Linked DNA regions of Anser cygnoides: region 1 is linked to region 2. Evidence: chromatin contacts called from public Hi-C data. All regions are on one chromosome and are shown on one strand. Each heading gives the region's core, a stretch centred on a gene start, on an enhancer-like site or on the middle of the called end of the contact. The rest is flanking DNA. Distances are from core to core; before and after follow the strand shown.

The links. A called contact is a pair of places that touch in the nucleus more often than the background predicts.
Region 1: a contact with region 2 is called in a Hi-C map of liver, with 2.6 times the contacts expected there. The contact joins two enhancer-like sites. A contact is called at or near these places in 2 of 7 Hi-C or Micro-C datasets (both in liver).

Annotation. Positions count from the first base shown.
Region 1 is chr3:34,444,456-34,450,070 of Taihu_goose_T2T_genome, forward strand. It overlaps LOC106029739 (epoxide hydrolase 1-like), which reads left to right. Exons shown (of 11, transcript XM_013171012.3): 5 at 479-659; 6 at 1,436-1,666; 7 at 2,069-2,198; 8 at 2,595-2,809; 9 at 5,562-5,615. Among named protein-coding and RNA genes, the nearest start is that of MAD2L1BP, 8.9 kb to the right of the region's middle. Within about 2 kb of position 3,511, at least 1 of the 3 cell types and tissues checked has open chromatin away from gene starts, as enhancers often do. A contact at or near this core is called in liver, where this site is marked.
Region 2 is chr3:33,918,080-33,923,278 of Taihu_goose_T2T_genome, forward strand. All of the region lies in intron 1 of TMEM63B (transmembrane protein 63B), which reads right to left. Among named protein-coding and RNA genes, the nearest start is that of MRPL14, 9.5 kb to the right of the region's middle. Within about 2 kb of position 3,447, at least 2 of the 3 cell types and tissues checked have open chromatin away from gene starts, as enhancers often do. A contact at or near this core is called in liver, where this site is marked.

The DNA of each region.
Region 1 (5,615 bases), core at 2,261-4,760, 530 kb after region 2:
GGTGGGGCAGGGCAGGAGGGTGTAGGGACAGCAGCAGCTACAGCAGGGCAGGGCTGAGGGGCTCCCACAGAGAGATGCCTGGAAAGGGTGAAGGGACAGAGCCTTGATGAGTTGTAGCACCTGTCCCTAATTATCCAGTCAATTAGCAACACACATCTGGGCCCAATCTTTGATCACACTTTTTTATTCTTTTTCCAGCCAGCAAGGCCTGGAATTTGCTAGTTCCAAAAATCCTAAAAGAAATTAGCAGCAGGGCAGGAGTGGGACCCTCTTGGGGGAACAGTTAATCTGTAGAAAAATGTGTTCCCCATGTAAGTGATTGATGAGATCATTTAGAGCATGCCACTGCTTCAGCCGGCCTCGTGGTGTACCAGGAGCGGTCTGAAAGCTGGTAGCCACCTTGAGAGTTGGTTCCTGCTCGTGGCTGCCCTGGAGCTCAGTACGGGTGGGCAGCTGGGCAGCCTCGCTCCTCCTGCAGGACCTGCACCACCGCCTCGACCAGGCTCGCTACGCGCCTCCGCTGGAAGGGGCAGCTTTCCACTACGGCTTCAACTCCGACTACCTGCAGAAGGTGGTGGCCTACTGGAGGAACCAGTTCGACTGGAACAAGCAAGTGGAAATCCTGAACAAATACCCTCATTTCCACACCACCATCGAAGGTGAGGGGGTCGTTGTGTCACAAGCAGGTCCACGTGGCTCCCTGGTCCAACACAGGGCACTTCTCTGGCAGATACCAGCCGCCCTCACTTTGCTCTTGCCAGTGGTACACAAGGAGCTGCTGGAAGCCCAGCCCTGACGGCTACTGTAAGATGTTAGAATATTTAAGACAACAGTATGCATAACAGCTTAGTGATGTAAGGGAAATATCACTATTGTGGCCCACATTATTAATAACCTTGTATAAATTGAGACCATCATACATTGGCAATAAGTTTAGGTATGTTTCAAAATGGGCTTCCTCTGGCTCAGAACCTGTGCTAATTAACTATGAGGTTTTCTTGTTTTCTTCTAGTGATGCCTTGAAGACACCTTTAAAGACTGCAAAATTTATCCAGGCTCTAAGGCTAGAATATTTTTTCATGTCATTATGTCATGTTTTTGTGTGGTAATGCCCAATGTCTTCCCTGCATTATGCTGTGAATTTAAGTGTAGCTCTACCCATTACTGTGAAACCACTTTCTCAGGAGAGGGATGCTCAGTCTGCTGCAACTCCAATTTCTGGGGCTGAGATCAATACCTTGGTCTGTATGCAAAAGATGAGAAATAGCTACAATGCCAGGCATCCCCCTTTCAGCTGGGCATCTTCTTGCCATTAGTTGACTGTATAATTTCTGCCATGAAACCTAATTAATACTTTGCCAACCTCCTTCTTCAGAGTCCAGAACAGAAATTGAGATGGAGACAGAGCTTAATCTATCTCTTTGATGTCTGGCAGGGATTGATATCCATTTTATCCATGTGAAGCCTCCTTACGTCCCTCATGGACGAGCTGTTCAACCTATCCTGATGGTCCACGGCTGGCCTGGCTCCTTCTACGAGTTCTACAAGATCATCCCTCTGCTCACAGAGCCAGCCAAGTACAGCCTGGGTGATGGCGATGTGGTGTTTGAGGTCATCTGCCCATCCATCCCAGGCTATGGCTTCTCAGAGGCTCCGCACCAGAAAGGTAAGTGATGAAGAGGCTCCATCGGAATCGCAAGGTTTTTGGTGTAACACTTCAGCTATCCCCCAGACCCCTGTGCACTGAAGCCTGTGAATGCAGGAAGGCAGATTCTGGATCTGAGGTTCAGTAAACTTGGCTCTGCACGTATGCTGACGTGACTGAGGCTCTAAGGCTGGTTGTGGAGATTTGGAAGGCAGTGGTAGCTGGAAGCCATCTCTGCTTTCCACTTTCTCCTCTTTGCATTGAATTTACATCGTCTGGAGTTCTGTTTATTGTCAAGGAGTGAGGTGGAGCAGTGCCTTCACAGCAGCACACTCACTTGCCTCTGTCAGGCCGTGATCTTTGGCCAGGGAATGCATGCTGGGACAAACGGGTCTCCTGTGTGGTGTTTCTCTTTACCTACAGGCTTTGACAGCCGCGCAACTGCTCGGATATTTCACAAGCTGATGAAGAGACTGGGCTTCAAGGAATACTATGTTCAGGGAGGAGACTGGGGATCTCGAATTACTACAAACATGGCCCAGATGCTGCCAGAGTGAGTAGCAAAGGGAATCAAAGGAGCTCATCCTTTCAGCAGCTGAAGAGTATAGCACTTTCCCATCTAAAATGCAAAGTTGAGGGAGCCTGATCAGAAAAGAAACAAAATACCTTCCGTGGAAGATGGCATCATAGCTCAGCATTTAACACCTAAAAACTGGCATCACATACCAGTGGCGCAGCTGAATGGAGATGGCACCAGCTGTATAATTTCTAACTCCTACAATCTTTTTGAACCATGATAACCACAACGAACCTTTCAGGTTCTTTCAGGGCTTGATATATCTGACTCTATGAAATGCTTCTATCATAGCACCAGTCAGACTTACTTTCTAGAAAATCTGGATACAGAAAGTTTATTGATTTAACTTTCTATTAATTAATTTGATTTTAGATCTGTGAAGGGGATTCATGTGAATCTTGTCTTCATCACCATGCAAGGTTTTAAAAAGTTGGTTCAAGTGATGCTTGGGGCTTACGTACCATGGCTTGTAGGCTTCACTAGGGAAGACGTTCGACGGATGTACCCCTTCATGCAGAAGAATGTGTATGATCTTCTGCGAGAATCTGGATACTTACATATCCAAGCCACCAAACCAGACACTGCAGGTAATGAACCTTCTTTATATTGCTATATATAGTATACAAACTGCTCATGGTATTTAAAAAAAAAAAAAAAAAAAACTCATAGTCGAACAAAGGCCTACTGCATCTGAAAAGCAATGCATTCCGGTGACTGAATGCAAGACATGGGACCAAAACCTGTCTTTAAAAAAAAAAAAAAAAAGTTGGACGCTGCAAATATCACTTTTAAAACTGTTTAAAATGGAGTACCACTTCTCTTGAGGAAAGAACCCCTTTGCAAAAAGCCTCTTAAAGTGAAGCGTAGGGTCTTGAAACTGAAGCTTCTAGAAATAAAAATGGGTGAAAACATGAAAAAAAGATCATAAGCAAGTGTAATGTGAAATTTGCAGAAAGGTAGACTCAGCCCTAAATCTTAAAAGCCAGAAGGCTGACAGAGTCAGTGTGGCCAGTAGATAAAGAGTCAGAAGAAACATACGGCCATCTCAGAAAGGTTAAATGAATTATTTGTATTAGTCCACACTAGTAAAGATTATGGGGTATTCTTCTGAGTACTTTCTCTCACTAGGAAAGACAGCAGAACTGCATCAGACTGGTGTCACTAGCAGAGATTACAGAATGAATAGTATCTCAGCCTGGCTATTCACTGAAACTTTCAGAAGTAACTGAAAGTGAAATGTTAAATAATACCTAGTCTGTTGCTTGAACTCATCACAATACCAAAGAAATAAAAGGAGGCAAGCAAGATACCAGGCTGCTTTTTTTGTTTGTTTTTGTTTTTTGTTTGTTTTGTTTTAAATAGACAAGAAGTGGTGGGACAGCAGCCCTGGAAAAATACAGATCAGTATGTCTAGTCTTTGTGATCAGTAAGCTGGCAGAACTATTTTAAAGAAGAAAATTGATTTACAGGTGATAGTATCACAAGAAAATCAGGGTTCAAAAATGAGAGCAAATTCCAAAAACTAAGTTTTATTGAGGTTCCTCCCCGATGTTTCCCAAAAAATGAAACTGCCTTTAGAATAGGACTAAGTTCATGACTAATAACTGGTTAACATGAGAATCTGAACACAGGAATAAGTAAGCAAGTTCCAGGGGTGAGGAGAGTATCACAAAAATCTGTGCTGGCACCTGTACAATTAAGCATGATCCTAATTTCTCTACAGAGAAAAGTTAATTGTTAAGTGAAAAATTGAGTGCTATCCAGGGCTTAGTTTAATCTAAAGATAACTGCAGAGAGTTGCGAAAACATTTAATTGACTAGTTGAATAAATTGGCCAATAAAATTTGATGTCACCAAAGTGCAAAGCAATTAGGGGAAGAAATCACAATGGGCTCTTCTTTGGCTGCTGCCATATAAGAAAATCCATGAGTCATGGTTAGTTCTTTCAAATGTCAGCCAGCTCAGCCAAAGTTCAAGAGCATTTTACAGACTGTCAAATAAAATAAAACAAAACAACAAAAAAAGACCAAGACAAAATACCAAATCCATGATATTCAGAATCCATTGCATTCCTGTTCACCCTGTTTCATAAGCGTGCTTTAGAATCAGAATACAAAAAGGGGGGAAAAAAGGCAAATTGGCGTGATCAAGCAGCTTCCATAAAAACACTGTACACAGTATAGGACTATGTAACCTGGAAGATAAAACAGCAGGGACTTCTTAGCACACTAGAATTGTGAAATGTAGAAAATAAATATGAAAAAAATATATATTCCCTACTCAGTTGTAAGAAATATCTATATTATCAGTTCAGTTCTTATCAGGCAAGTTTAAAGCAAAGTCACAGTATTTTCACACGGCACCAGTTGTGGCATGTTGAATATGGTACAGGTTGAGTAACAAGCTGCAAACGAGTCTGCTATTTGAGGGTCTAATCCACAGACACTCCATAAAGTAGTTCAGAGGCAGCTTTCAGCCCAGAAAATGCTCATCTCCAGATGGGTTTTATGCTGGATGACGCATTTAAGACTGCCCTACTGTTGCTGGCCAAAGCGTTTATATGATTTCAATCTGTAGCACATTACTCTGGGCCTGACATGCAGGAAATTGTTGTGCCAATGTACAAATTTACTCCGCTAGGCCCACTATTAAACAGTCCGTGGTGTGCATCATCTTCTAAAAAGTCATTCAGTGCTGAAGCCACACTAAAATGCACCTGAAAGTACACAATGCTTAGTATACTCTAAAATTACAGCCTAGAGTACTGCTAAGGAATTTTCTGAAGGCAAGCCTGTATCACTACTGAAGTAAATACTATCCTTGTTTTACAAGTAAAACATGGAGATAATGTGATACGTATGTACTACCTTTATAATATTTATAACATAGTGCTCCCAAAGGGCAGGAACAGGTAGTGGATACACAGCACTCCACTCTTTAAATTACATAAAAGGTGATGAACTGTGCTCAGTGTCCTGATTACCCATCCAAAGCAGGACAGCATTCCCAAATAGTTTATTTAAAAACTCTTTGTACAGTGTAATCCCTTTACATCCCAGTGTGCTCCTGCCGCATGTCAACAGGAAGCTGACAGGTCTGGTTTTGCTCCTTGCTTCTCTTGCATAGGAGCCACGTGTGTTTGCAGCACTGTCACTTACAGCTGGAACTCCACAGGGGTAAATTCATCAAGAATAAAGTACTGCCAGGGCTAGTTAAATACAACCTCTCTACCAAATTCTCATGTAAAACTCCGAGGAACTTGTGAAAGTCCAGTTTAACTTCAGTTGAAGTATTACAATGCCATGCAAATGCAAAAGCTCTGCTGTTCTCCTGAACTAGGTTGTGGAGTGAATGACTCCCCGGTGGGGCTTGCTGCATATATTTTGGAGAAAT
Region 2 (5,199 bases), core at 2,197-4,696:
TTCACAGACTGGATATTCTCATCCGCACCCAGCTTTCCCTCCTGAAGTGCAGGATCTCTCTTTCCTAAAACCAGGTTTCTGAGCTAGTCTCTCAAGGTCACATTCACTGTTTCCTCCTCCTCACTTCTGCATGGCAGGAAATCTACCTCCTTGCAGCGCTGAGCTCAAATACACAGGAATTTTGTCCGCTGGGCACAATTGCAAGCCCTTACCTACAGGGCGATCAGCACTTCCACCAAGGAAACCCTCAGTGATGCAAGTCACCGCGCAACGCCGAGGAACATCTCAGTTGTCAGAGCTGCCTCCCCAGGGGCTGGCAGGATGTGCTGCTGCATCAGCCCTTTTCCGTGGTCCTTACACAGACTGCAGCTCTGAGTGGTTGCGGGCAGGGATGGCCTCACCTCTTCCTCGCTGCACTGCTAGAGTAGTGCTTGCCTGGCAGGGTTGGTCTACAAAGGACCTCCAGTGCGGGCAGGCAACAAAGGGCAACGTAATCGCAGCCCTGCGGCACGCGGAGCCGAGCTCTCATCACAGCTGCACGCTGATAAGAGGTTCAGCAGCCAAAGCCAAAGGAGGAATGAAGTCAATTGTTCCTCAACAACAGCCGACATCAGCAAAGGGCCCTCCCAGCGAGAGGTCTGGATGCGGCCAGCAAGCCAGGACAGTTAGAGAAGAACATCCAGGAACCGGCACTCTGCATCCAGTGGGGAAAGCTCAGTGCTGACACAGCACCTGGTACACGCAGCAAGGTGACCTTGGCCATGAGAACGTCCAACCCGGGACACGGAGACACTGGGAAATCCTTGAGGTTTTACGACACATCGTTCCCCGCACATACCCTGCCTCAGCAGCTACTGAACTCATCAGGGAAGGCAAGAGAAGTTGCACGGTCCACGGGGCAGGGCTAGACAACCAATTCTGAGTTCCTGCTGCGAGCTGAGTAAGTAACAAAGGTCATAGCAGAGCGAGGTGGACACTAAACACAGCCTTGAGACTCACCCTTGTCCCCGAGCCCTTATCCACACAGCTGCAGATGGACAGCTGGGCCCCTCTCGGTGTGTCAGTGCTGGAAGACGTCCTGGTTCCTCTTCTGCAGGATGCTTGCTCTGCCGCTGCCAGAGGGGCCTACACCACAGACAGGGAAACCCCTGCACCTGCTGGGCAGCACGAGGGTTGGACACCTCCTTTTGAGTTTTCGGGTAGATCTCGGACTGCCGGGCAGGGGTCTGTAGCCAGGAGCCACGCACACGCGCCAGGCTGGGGACGCTGGGCCCGCAGCCAGCCAGCAGCACGTGAGAGATGCTGAGCGGGCTGTTCTTTTCACCGGCCTCTCTCCACCCTCTGGGCTTGGCAAGAGGAGCCGGGCCCAGCCTGGGAACACAGGGAACAAAGTGCCGGTCGGGCGCTGGGCACGGAGCTGACGGCACCCGGCCAAGAGCAGGGACACAGAAGTGGCACTTGAAGGCAAGCAGCCCGGCTCCCAGAGCCGCAGATAAAGGTGTGGGAGATAAAGCGGTTGCTTAGGCTTGAAGAAGGGCACTGAATTTTAGGCGAGGCGCAGCAGCGCAAGCCTTGTGTCATCTGGAGTCCTATCTCAACGTTAGGATAAACAAAGAAATGGTACTTTAATTGGGCAAAGCCACTTTGAGTCACTGTTTACGCGGAGCACAGCTCCACAAAGGCAAATATCAAACCTAAGAAAGTCCATCGAAGGCTTGCAGGTGGTAACACGGGCTCCTCTTGCCCACAGCCCCTTCTCGCACATACCAAGACCACTGAAATCCTGACTTGACCTGAAGGAGGCTGATCACTGCCGGATGGCATGCTGGAGAGGATGATCGTGCTGTTCCATCTCTCGTTTCTGAATCAGGACAACACACCGCAACAGGACAACTACACGAAATGACAAATCACCTGTTGAAGCTGCAGCTGCGGCCTCTAATGCAACATGACAGACCAGCAAACAATCCCTCCAGAGTTTTCCTTTTAGGAGTAAAGTTTGGCCTTCCCAAACGCATCACAGTAGCAGGAGTATAGCAACAATTAATGGATAATGGCATTCAGAGTTTAATTACTAATTAATAACCCAGATGAGGTTGCTGTTCAGTATTTCTCCCAACACAAATCTAGCCTTGGCAGCCGTACGGGCTAATGCTTGTGAAGATATTTCTCCAAGGATCCTCATGCAAAAGAAATCACCCCTGCTCAGGAAAGCTCCTAAGTACACACTTATCTTGAAATGCTCTCACTGAAGTGATCACAACTTAAACACACAGCTAAATTAAAGTGTTTGCCTAAAAAGGGACAGACTCGAGCACTGTGCTCTGCTTCAAGCACCAGCTGTTTTCCAAGACCATTCACTGACCCCAGGCTACGTGTACTGGTTATCAGCCCAGCCCCAGTCGAGCATCTCATGGTAGAGGCAGCAAAGATCAAGTAGCTTAACCAGAATTTGTCTCTGATGATGAGAAATAGGTTCCTGTGGTACACTTTACAGCGACAACTGCCACATGCTGCCTTTGTGTTCATACCCTGAGAGGTCACAGAGCACTGTTTCAGTCACAGTGGGGCCAAACACCTAAAGCCTTGTCCCCTCTCCCTGGCCTACCCTCTCATTTCCCATTACCTTCCAGCACGGCTGCCTCCCATGGCGTTCAAACTGTCTGCAGCAGAAGAGGAAAGCGAGCTTTCTTTGTTTTTAAATAAACACGGCAGTTCGAGAAGCGCCAACTGTTCTGATGAAATTCAGTTTACCCCACTTAAATCAACAAACATTCAGACATCCTCGTAGCTGTCCCATTTTTGCATACCGGGACACGCTTGAACCTTGTTGCCAGACTCGCTACACATCATCAGCGTTAGCGTCAGGGCTTATCAGGCTCTTGGCAAACGCTGCCACACACAACAAACACGGCCTTTGCATTTCTGTTGCTGTTATAGAGCCTTTTTTTTTTTCCAAAATACCCCATAGGTATTCCACAAAAAAAAACAAACAACGGAAAAGGAAAAAAACCACCCCCCCAAAACCTCTTGCTGGGAAGGCGATCTCCAGACACGAAGCGCAGAGCTCCATTACTGTGTGATGGATGACAGTCCTCCCAGCACGCCCTTTCCAGATCACCGTGCAGAAAGACTCGTGCCACTCACCAGAGGTAAGGTAGGAACCATTTAAAGGACATTTTGTCAATGGAGAAGGCACAGCACCACCGCCTCGCCTCACAAACCAGTCAGCATGCTCCCAGGGGGCCTTTAGCCTGGCGCTTCCTAGGCGCCCTCATGGCTCCGAGGGGCCAGCCCGACACTCCAGCAGAGCACCAGGCAGGTTTACCTGCCTTAAACCAGGCCGTGGAAAAGTACAAGGAGGCAGGAGGGCAGCACCTCCTCCAGCCTCCCCCGTGAGGCCGGCCGGCCGCCGCCAAGCTGCCCGCTTGTTTGTGCTCGAGGCCTGTCAGGGTAATCGCGCCACAGCCCCGTAAGCAAGCAGCAAGGCTGGAATTTCCCCCCTGGCAGCCTGCCCTGCTCTGATGCCACCTGACTGGCATCCCGATCAAAGCCTCCGAGGAATCCCGAGTAGGGGAATCAGGGCCAGCCGCCGCACGTGGGGCGGAGGGCAGGGTGCAACGCTGGGGCCACGGTTGACCCTGCTGGGCTCCACGTTGCACTTACACCCGCGTGTCACCTCCTGCTTACAGCAGGTCATCAGACATCCGTGGTCCTGGCAATGCTGTGGGTTTTGAGTTTCATCTGAAAACGGCACACGTGTAGGGACACCCATGTGTGACTGGGCCCAAAGCTTTACCCCGCTACTGCAAATTGTGGCATCCTTGTCTCCGCATTAAACACCTGCAGCCCGAAGCAGCCACGTGCACATCACTCCTTCCTGCTGAATCCCGCTCACTTTCAGGTCTCCGCAGTGCCCCCATCCACACATCAGCAGGGCTGGGGACACCTTTCCAGGGCCAGGTGGAGCAGAGCTGGTGCTCAGGCAGCTTCCCAGCCGTGCCCACTGCGGCCTCATCACACCACAGCCGTGCTCACGGCGCCCAGGCCCAGGTCCTGCGACGCCTGCGCTCGACAGCAGGCAAAGCTCCCAATATAGCATCAGCCACCTATTTATAACACGCTGTTTACCAACACCAAGCGCTCTCTCGGTGGAAGTGAGATGAGTCAAGGGAGCATGAGCGCTCTGGATCCCCCTCCTGTCATGGGAGGATCAGGAGACAGTGGAAGGGTGACCTGTGGTTGATCACCTGCAGCTCCCTCACCAATGGGATCATACTCGAGGGCATGCTCAGTATATATATTTTTTATATCAGACCCCTAAGCTCTGGGTAGATCTTCCTGTTGATTAGATCCACCACACAAGAGCACGAACATCCCCTTTCAGCGTGCTCCAGGCTCTGGAAGCACCGAGTGCCATATGGTCTTCAACACCTGCTTTAATGTGGGGTCTCCAAAAGCCTCCCGACAGCCCGTGACCTTCTTCCAGAAGCTCGATGGAGGGCTGCTGGCTGCTACGGGGCTGTGACAGGGGGGCTCAGGCAGTGCCTGTCTCCTGCAGAGGGACCACGACGCTGCTGGCTGGTGGGCCTCTGGCAAGCACAGCCCCCAGCTGCCACCCTGCCACCCCCACGGAGAGAGGAATGGGATTTCAGGGGATGTAGGCAGCAAGGACATCTGACTGCCTTCGGCGGCAGGCAGAGACGAGCACAACAAAGTTTGTTACGGGTCTCAAAGCAGGGCTGGGTGGGAGAGGGGTTACAAAGCCCAGGCACACGTGACCACCTCTTGTTTTGGGATATTGTCCAGGAGCTAGGCTCCTGAGCAGCAGAAGGCAAGAAGCACTCTCTGCTGCCCAAGGCATACCCCCACCAGGCAGCTAGAAACAGACCCCGCAGTGATGCTGCTGAACTGAGCATCCATATGGTGGCGGATCAGAGCCTTGAAGCCCATCCAGGCAGAACAACCAGTGCCAGCTCCTGGCTCCTCCTAAAGCCACCACCGCATTTTCCATTCCTCCCTCCTGGCTGAGCCCAGCTGTCTCTCCATGCCAGGCTCATTTTTAGAACCTCGCATTTTCCTCTCCTTCTCAGAGAAAGCTATTGCTTTCCTGCCTTCAAACACTCAGCACACCTCCCATCCCACCAAGAGGGTAATGGACCTCCTGGCTCCTTTCCCCTTTGTCATTTCCTGGATCCA